Linked DNA regions of Sus scrofa: region 2 is linked to region 1. Evidence: chromatin contacts called from public promoter capture Hi-C data. All regions are on one chromosome and are shown on one strand. Each heading gives the region's core, a stretch centred on a gene start, on an enhancer-like site or on the middle of the called end of the contact. The rest is flanking DNA. Distances are from core to core; before and after follow the strand shown.

Evidence for each region. Promoter capture Hi-C pulls out the DNA fragments that hold promoters and counts their contacts.
Region 2: a promoter capture Hi-C map of liver shows a contact between it and region 1, with 4 times the contacts expected there. The contact joins the promoter of ZBTB7B here to the promoter of EFNA1 in region 1. A contact is called at or near these places in 1 of 5 promoter capture datasets (liver), 3 of 47 Hi-C or Micro-C datasets (epiblast stem cells and liver) and 1 of 2 datasets of contacts at active chromatin or transcription factors (alveolar macrophages).

What each region holds. Positions count from the first base shown.
Region 1 is chr4:94,671,570-94,675,678 of Sscrofa11.1, reverse strand. It overlaps EFNA1 (ephrin A1), which reads left to right and starts at 2,237. Exons shown (of 5, transcript NM_001123110.1): 1 at 2,237-2,328. The coding sequence starts at 2,237. LOC106510138 (a long non-coding RNA gene) reads left to right here. Exons shown (of 3, transcript XR_001308360.2): 2 at 1-119; 3 at 1,695-1,780. LOC102158536 (a long non-coding RNA gene) reads right to left here and starts at 1,703. Exons shown (of 3, transcript XR_002343426.1): 1 at 1,100-1,703.
Region 2 is chr4:94,794,677-94,798,785 of Sscrofa11.1, reverse strand. It overlaps ZBTB7B (zinc finger and BTB domain-containing protein 7B), which reads left to right and starts at 2,064. Exons shown (of 4, transcript XM_021089747.1): 1 at 2,064-2,181; 2 at 2,338-2,438.

The DNA of each region.
Region 1 (4,109 bases), core at 988-3,487:
GGCGCTGGCAATACAGTAGTGAACAAGCAAAAATCCCTGCCCTCGTGGAACTTCGGTCTATGGGACAAGAGCAGGGGCGGGGTAATCCCACCGGGGACACGTGGGAGGCTGACACCCAGGTGAGCAAAATGCGCGTGAGGCGCTGCCCTGGGCCTGGTCGGCGGGTAGACTTCGACCCCGGCGGGAGGGGCGGGCTGCACCTGGGGTAAACGTGGGGCCGGGCACGTCGCCTGGGGCAGGTGCGCGCGAGGGGGTGGGGTAGGGTCCGTGCGCAAAGCCTGGCCGAGACCCGGACACGAGGTCACAGGGCCAAGTACCTAGTCTGCGCTAGGTAAATATTTATCCTACGCGCGGCAGGACGGGCCGAGTCTGGCCTCTAGCCGCTTGCGCCCCACGCGGGGTGGGGCCAGCTCGGGCCCTCCCCCCGCTCCAGGCTCCTCCCCGGCGGGGGTCACCGCGGGACTTGCCGCAGCGTCCCGGCCCGAGTAATTACAGGGAGCTGTAGCCAGGCCTGGCCGTAAAAGAGGAGGATGAAACAGCCTGGGAACCAGGGAAGCTGGGCCCAAGCCTTCGGGGCCCCTGGGTCTGCGGCTTCCCACGTTGCGCAGCCGCGTGAAAAGGCTGGCCAAGGGTGCGCACAGAGTCGCAAAACCAACTCTGGGCGCGCATGCACACAGCCCCACAATCACACACATGAACCACCAAACGCACGCAGGCACACAACAGTCGGCCCTCCAGCTCCACACACACACACACACACACACACACACACACGAGCCTAATCAAACACCTGCCCGCCCTCTCCACTCTGAGAGCTGGGAGGCAGACACCCACCCGCCAGCCCTGCTCCAGACGGCAGCAGATCCCGGCGGGGAGAGGAGCCCCGAGAGGCGAATTCCAGAGGGTTTGTTTACACGGCGCGGGGGAGGGGGCGAGCTGGGTACCGGGGCCTGACTGACTGGGAGACCCAGACGCCCAGCCTGGGACGCTGCACAACAACACCCATTGCCTGTCCCCAGCCCCCGGCCCCCAGATACAGCTCGCCTGTGCACGCTTCCCCTCCCCTTCACGCGCTGTTCACAAACATTAGCATACGTACGTCAAAGTTTCACACGCTTCCCCACACGCCGCTGTGATACTACTCACAAATGCTTTCACACTTGCGCGCCATCACACGTATTTACACATGCCAGATGCACATGTGTAGTTACAGTTTGTCACTCTTCAGGCCCAGATTCTCACAGTCCATATTTCAAAGCCTGTTCGCAGGGGTACACAACGTGTGTTGGCATACACACACACACACACACACACAGATCATTAGTGCTCTTTGGCCCTTTAGAAACAAGAGCGAACCCTCTCGCAGGCCCAGGATCCCGAATGTCCCTCCCTCTCACAGGCACTGATGGACAGAGGCGCCCTTAGCCCTGGCCGCACATGTTACACACACTTGATCACACACAGGGTCGCACTTTATTCCCGGCATCTAGGCGATGACACAATCTCCCGAACAAAGACAACATTGACAAACCCAACAAAAACAAACAGCCGCGTGTGTGGGGAGGGGCAGCCGATCGCAGAGTCCGGGAAGGGGGTTGGGGTAGGAGAAGAGTGTGGGAACGCGGGCGCCCGAGCTTGGGTGTGCAAGGCTCAGGAAAGATGCGGGACCTATCAACCGCCTCGCACCCCGCAAGATCCGCACGCAGCGCCGCCGGGGAGGTCCGGCCCCCGCGTGCTCCAAGACCCACATGTGGAGTCCGCTCCCTTCTCCCGCACGCGACTGCGCCCGGGACACTGACCCACCAACCCGCACAGGCCCACAAAGCTGCACAGGGACCCACGAGTGAGCAAACACACAGCGCTGAGTAGATTTGTCGGGCCGAGGTGCGCGCTCCCCTCGGCTTCCCCCCGCCCTCCCCTCCTCCACCTCCCCCCTGCCCTCCCCTCCTCCACCTCCCCCCTGCCCTCCCCTCCTCCACCTCCCCCCTGCCCTCCCCTCCTCCACCTCCCCAGCCCCCAGGCCCCAGGGCGGCCGCACGCCGGGCGGGGCGGGGCGGGGCGGGGCGGGGCGGGGGCGGGGCGGGGTGTCGGGCGGCGCCGGCCCAAAAGGCGGAGTCGCGAGGCGTAGGGGCCAGAGCTGTGAGCACGGTGCTGAGTGAGCCGCCTCGAAAGCCAGCGGGAACCTAGACCCCGAGGAGCCCCCTCGTCCCCGGCCGGCCTGGCCAGGCCCCGCGCTATGGAGTTCCTCTGGGCCCCTCTCTTGGGTCTGTGCTGCAGTCTGGCCGCTGCTGACCGCCACACCGTCTTCTGGAACAGTTCAAACCCCAAGTAAGCCCGAGTCTCCGGCCGACAGCCTGGGCGCCCGGTTGGCACTGCTCCCCGTGTCCAGGTTAACTGTCCCAGCCACCCCCTAACCTGAGTCTTTGGGGGGGGCGGTGACCGGCGGCGGGAGGGATCCCGTGGATTTCCTTCTCCCCCGTAACTGGCAGTACCCCACCCCCAGGCGGGACCCTGCCCGCGTCGGCTTGCACAGGCACGGTTTCTGCGCTTCTTTCCTTCCCTCTGGCACCCCTGTTACTCCGAAGTGAGGGACCCACGCTGAGCAGTTCCTGCCTCCAGCAGGGGCCACTCTCCCTGGCCGCCAGAGCTCTTGTTCTAGGCCCTTCCACGGTGAAAGCCCCTGTGCCTCTCCTTGGGTGTCACTTGGCCATCTGCCTACACTGACAGGTCTCGACATTAGGAGTAGGCAGAATGCTCACTGTAATCCTGCGAGGACCCTTCAGCAGGGACCTGGGTGCAGGTATTAAGTGTTCATTCTGTATTTAAAGTGTCCCTGGAAAGACCCCACCACCAGCACCACCAAGGGCCCTTTGGGTGGCACAAGTGAGGTACATGCTCTGTGTGCGTAGGCTTTGGGGAGTCACCTGCTTCTGAGATTCAGGTAGTAAAACTGGAGAGAATAGGGGAGCGAGGTCATGGGAAAGGTTCCAAAGGCCGGGAAGGGGGTTAAAGGGTTACGAAGGGCTTTGGGCAGGAAGGAGTTAATTTCTCCTGGGCAGGTTTAGGGCTGTGAGGCAAATGGTACTGGGAGGAAGAAGCTCCATCGGACCCTTTGTTCTTTGTTCTTGAGTTTTCTGAAGTTATGGGAACAATATTTGCGGGGAAAACAGGCCAGCGGGAACCTAGACCCCGAGGAGCCCCCTCGTCCCCGGCCGGCCTGGCCAGGCCCCGCGCTATGGAGTTCCTCTGGGCCCCTCTCTTGGGTCTGTGCTGCAGTCTGGCCGCTGCTGACCGCCACACCGTCTTTTGGAACAGTTCAAACCCCAAGTAAGCCCGAGTCTCCGGCCGACAGCCTGGGCGCCCGGTTGGCACTGCTCCCCGTGTCCAGGTTAACTGTCCCAGCCACCCCCTAACCTGAGTCTTTGGGGGGGGCGGTGACCGGCGGCGGGAGGGATCCCGTGGATTTCCTTCTCCCCCGTAACTGGCAGTACCCCACCCCCAGGCGGGACCCTGCCCGCGTCGGCTTGCACAGGCACGGTTTCTGCGCTTCTTTCCTTCCCTCTGGCACCCCTGTTACTCCGAAGTGAGGGACCCACGCTGAGCAGTTCCTGCCTCCAGCAGGGGCCACTCTCCCTGGCCGCCAGAGCTCTTGTTCTAGGCCCTTCCACGGTGAAAGCCCCTGTGCCTCTCCTTGGGTGTCACTTGGCCATCTGCCTACACTGACAGGTCTCGACATTAGGAGTAGGCAGAATGCTCACTGTAATCCTGCGAGGACCCTTCAGCAGGGACCTGGGTGCAGGTATTAAGTGTTCATTCTGTATTTAAAGTGTCCCTGGAAAGACCCCACCACCAGCACCACCAAGGGCCCTTTGGGTGGCACAAGTGAGGTACATGCTCTGTGTGCGTAGGCTTTGGGGAGTCACCTGCTTCTGAGATTCAGGTAGTAAAACTGGAGAGAATAGGGGAGCGAGGTCATGGGAAAGGTTCCAAAGGCCGGGAAGGGGGTTAAAGGGTTACGAAGGGCTTTGGGCAGGAAGGAGTTAATTTCTCCTGGGCAGGTTTAGGGCTGTGAGGCAAATGGTACTGGGAGGAAGAAGCTCCATCGGACC
Region 2 (4,109 bases), core at 815-3,314, 120 kb before region 1:
AGCTGGGTCCAACAAGACGCCTGGTGGGACCCCCTGAGATGGGGGACTGGGCCCCTTCGCTTCTCTATAATAAGGGCTGATACCAAGGCGCCCTCCTTTCTATTCCCTCTGGCGGCCCTGGTTCTGCCCTCTCTGAGCCATTTTCCCGCCCCCCATTTCCTCGGGCCATGCCCTCTCAACCCTGAAGCAGCTCCTGTCCTTTTCACTTGTGCTTCTGGCACAGCCGTCTTTCCCCTGGCACGGCCCTTCCCCACGCTAGCGCGACCCCGACGGCTGGAGAAGGGAGGGAAAAACCCTGGCCTGGACACCATCGGCTCCCAGCCCTCAAGAACCGGTATCTGTCCGGCGGGGCGAGAAGAAAACCCGGAGCAGTGACCAGCCTCGGGACCCAAGGGGGACAGGGACGATAGGAAAACCTGGAGCGGATCACCCGAGTGAGAGCGCCCCATGCCTGCTGCTGCTACCCCTCCTTCCTAGAGCCCCCCTAATTCTCCAGTGAGATAATGTCTGGGGTGGGGGGCTGTTTGGTTTGGCCTGGGCCCTCAGGGGCGCCTCACACTTTCCGCCCCTGGCTGGGGAGCAGGGCAGCGGCCCCGAGGCTGAGTCACGGCCGGAGGGAGAGGGAGGGAGGGAAAGGGACTCCGCCCCTCCCCCCCCCCCCCCGAGCGGGGATCCCGGGTCAGCCCGGGTGAGGGCCAGGGCCCCCCTGGCGCCGCCCATTGTGGTCCAACAGGTTGAGCTGGTGTCCCGCGGAGCCACCTGCTGGAAAGGGAGGGAGGCCCCCTGCGGAGGGGGCTGGGGTTGGAGAAAGCAAGTCCGACCCGGTTCGGCCCGGCCGGCCGCGGGGAGCGGAACCTGGCCCGCGGTAGCCGGATTTGAATCCGTTTTACACTAGTGGGAGGGGCTCTTTGGGGTACGTAGCGCCGCAGGCCCAGTTGGAAGCGTCCCACACGCGCTACCTTCCTCAGTTGGGGGCACTGAAGTACATATCCTGGTCCCCCCGCAAACCCATTCTAAAAGACTCAGCCCCCCCCCCCTGCCACTTGGATCTCGGAGCGAATTCAAGTCCAGAGGTCCCTCCTTCACGGAGACTCAGTTTCTCCACTTAGGGGACGACGGATGGAGGCGGGGAGCAGGAGTGTGTGCTTGCCTCCCCCTCCCCCTTCGTGGACTTGGCCCCTCCCCTCTGACAATGCCAAGGCCGCAGCGGGCACCGGCTGGAGCTCAGAGGCTGCTTGCCCAGGGCGCCGTTCCCTCCCTGCGGGGCGCTGTCACGCGTGGGGAGGGACGCAGGGTGCCTGCAGCCTCAACTCCCCCGCTCCCTCTAAGGGGCGGGGGGCTGGGGCGTAGGAGCTGGAGTTGATGGCCGGGTGGTTCCCCTCCCCCTACCTCCTGGGGCCCTGACCTGATTCTAGCCCCTCACGGGACCCCCTCCTTCAATCCCCTAAATCCCCGCCTCGCCCCCACCTAGGCTATCTTTAACCTCCTCATACCCTTCCCTCCTGAGGCGCTGACCCTACAGAAGCCCCTCTGGGAGGAGTGGGAGCCCTTGATGGGGGTGCTCGGTTCCCTGGCCGCTGCGGACACTGCCCCCTCCTCTTCCCCTCCTCCAGGTTTCGGGCCAGTCCCTCGGCTCCGCCCCCTCCCTGGAAGAACGCAAGGCGGGACCCACTTGAGATGGGCAGGTGTTCAGGCCAATGGGTGGACAGGGCGGTGGAGTGCAGGGGGCAGGGCGGAGCTGCGGCGGAGGGCTGGAAGGGGGTCGAGGGCGGAGCTAGAGTTAAGGTGGACTGGGAGAGATAGGAGCAAGAGGAGAGGGAGAGGGAGAGGGAGGGGGGGAGAAGGACCGCGGCAGGTGAAGGGAGAAAGAGAGAAGGAAGGAAGGAGGGAAAAGAGGAGGGTGGGAAAGGCTCGGAGAGCAAAGTAAGAGCTTGGAAGAAGAGAGCGAAAAAGGAGGGAGGGATCCATTTGCGCCCTGCAGAGACTGGCTGGACCAAGGGGTTGAAGTTTATGTCCTTATTGGGCGGAGGGAGGGGGCCTGGGGGGGCGGGTGAAAAACCAGGAAGTGACAGAGGGTGTTGCTAAGGGTGGGGGGGAGTTTGGGGGGTGGCAGGGGGCGGGGGGAGGGAGGGGAGGGATGGGGGGAAAGCAAGCAGGAGGACAGGTGAGACAGCAGGACAGGTGAGGCGGGCCCTGAGGGGGGGGCGGGTGGGAGCCAGGTGAATGTACGGTTCTCAGCGGCCGAGGGGGGGCGGGCGGCAGGAGGAGGCAGAGGGCTGCGGAGGAGGAGCCCCCCAGCAGAGAGCGGCGAGCCACTGACCGCGGCCTTCTGACCAGGACCGGAGCAGGGCCCCAAGCCCCCGGGCCTGGCCGGGGACGCGTTTCTCCCCACACCCTGAGCCTCAGCAGCTCCAGCCAGCGGACCCAAAGGCGGAGAGGTGAGTGTACCCCATTTTTGTCTCCTGCCTCAGGGTCCCCTAGGCTTGAGACTACTGCAGTGTCCTTCGTCCGTCCTGAAAGTGGGACCCCCCCCACACACGCATGCAGACCAGATTCCCACCACTCCCCTTCCCGGTGCCTTCCCAATACTCCGGGTCTTTGGAATTGATTTTAACTGGGAGGAAAGGTAGAGATGGAACTACGGCTGCCCCCCCCAACCCAAGGCCGAGGGTCCCGCAGAAACTTTCTCTGCACTTCTGGAATCAGACAGACTGGCGGCTCCGGGATGGAGAGAGGGTGAGGCGGCGCTGAGCGCTCCCCCAGTCTCCTTCGTGACTTTAGGGGGAGACCCCCGACCCGACCGAGTTGAGGGAATGGAAATGCTGACGGACTCTAACTAGGACAACGCTCCCCCCCACCCCCACCGCGCCCCCTGGCGCGGTGGGTTGGACCCGGGCCAGTTGCATGGGGGGTGGGGGGAGCACTGGAGGAGCCGCGGCTTGGGGGAAAGTTACCGGCTGGACTATTCGGTTTCTTGCGCTTCCAGAGCTGCGCTCTCTTGCCGACAGTGGGGCTCAGCGACAACCTCCGAATGACTTAGAAAGACCCCTCTCTTTGCCGCCCCTCTATCTCACTCTCTTCGTTCAGGCTCCAGTACCGCCGCCACCTTTTCAAAGCCAGCTCCTGCCCCTAGAACCTAGGAGCCAGGGTGGGCGACTGGGAAGAATTCTCCCTACCACCCGTCTCCCCCACCGGCGCCGGCGCACCTGCCCCTACCCCGGGTGGGGGTCTCTACTGTGTTGTTGTAGAACCTAGTCTGAGCGCCGCTGGCAGAGGGCTGCCATTCAAAGGGGTGGGGGGCGCTGCTTTCAATTTCCAGCTTTCTCTCTCCCCTCCCACCCCACACCAAGTAAGAGAGCGACGTGTCCCGGCCAGAGCGAAGGGGGGGCCTGGGTGTGGGGGGGCGGCGTGGGCAGCGGGTTGTGCCCGGACACGTGCCTGCCCGGGCGCCCCGGCCCTGCTGGTGTTTGGAGAGAGGGCGGGTCCCCTGCCCCCCGCCCCGCACAACCCCCACGTATCAAAGGGCGGCTGAGACGTGGTGAGACCTCGGGGCGCCCTGGGGGGGGGGCAGGGAGCCCGGGTCCGGAGCAGGGGAGGGGCAGAGGCGCGGGTGCTAGCTGACCCACAGGAAACGAGCGCTGCTGACCTAGTTTGGGACACCGGAAGTGGGTGCTGGGGAGTGGGGGAGACCAGCAGGCTGTCCTGGCTTCCGGGCCAGGTGGAGGGTGTTCTTGAATTGACCCCCACCTGAATGCCTCAGAGACCCCTAGCTGCAGCTGAGGCCGGGCATGAGTCAGTGGAGCTATTTCCCCCTTCCCCCAACTTATTCCTGGAGGAGGGGACACTGTCAGGAGCAGGGGGCTCCAGATTGGGCAGCGAGGGGTTAAACAAGATGGGAACTCTCTGTTCCCTGAGGGTGTATATGTGTAGGGGGGTGAGGCCTGGAGGATTATGGGGTTGTCTCCTGCTCCCCCCCACACACCAACTGGTTTGGTCACCCCTGTACCCGCCTGGCACTGCTGGGAGAGCTGGCATGGAGTGGGCATCAGGTTGGGAGGGGAGAGTAGGCATATGGAGTGTTGTGCTGGGCCGGAGAAGGACATATTTGT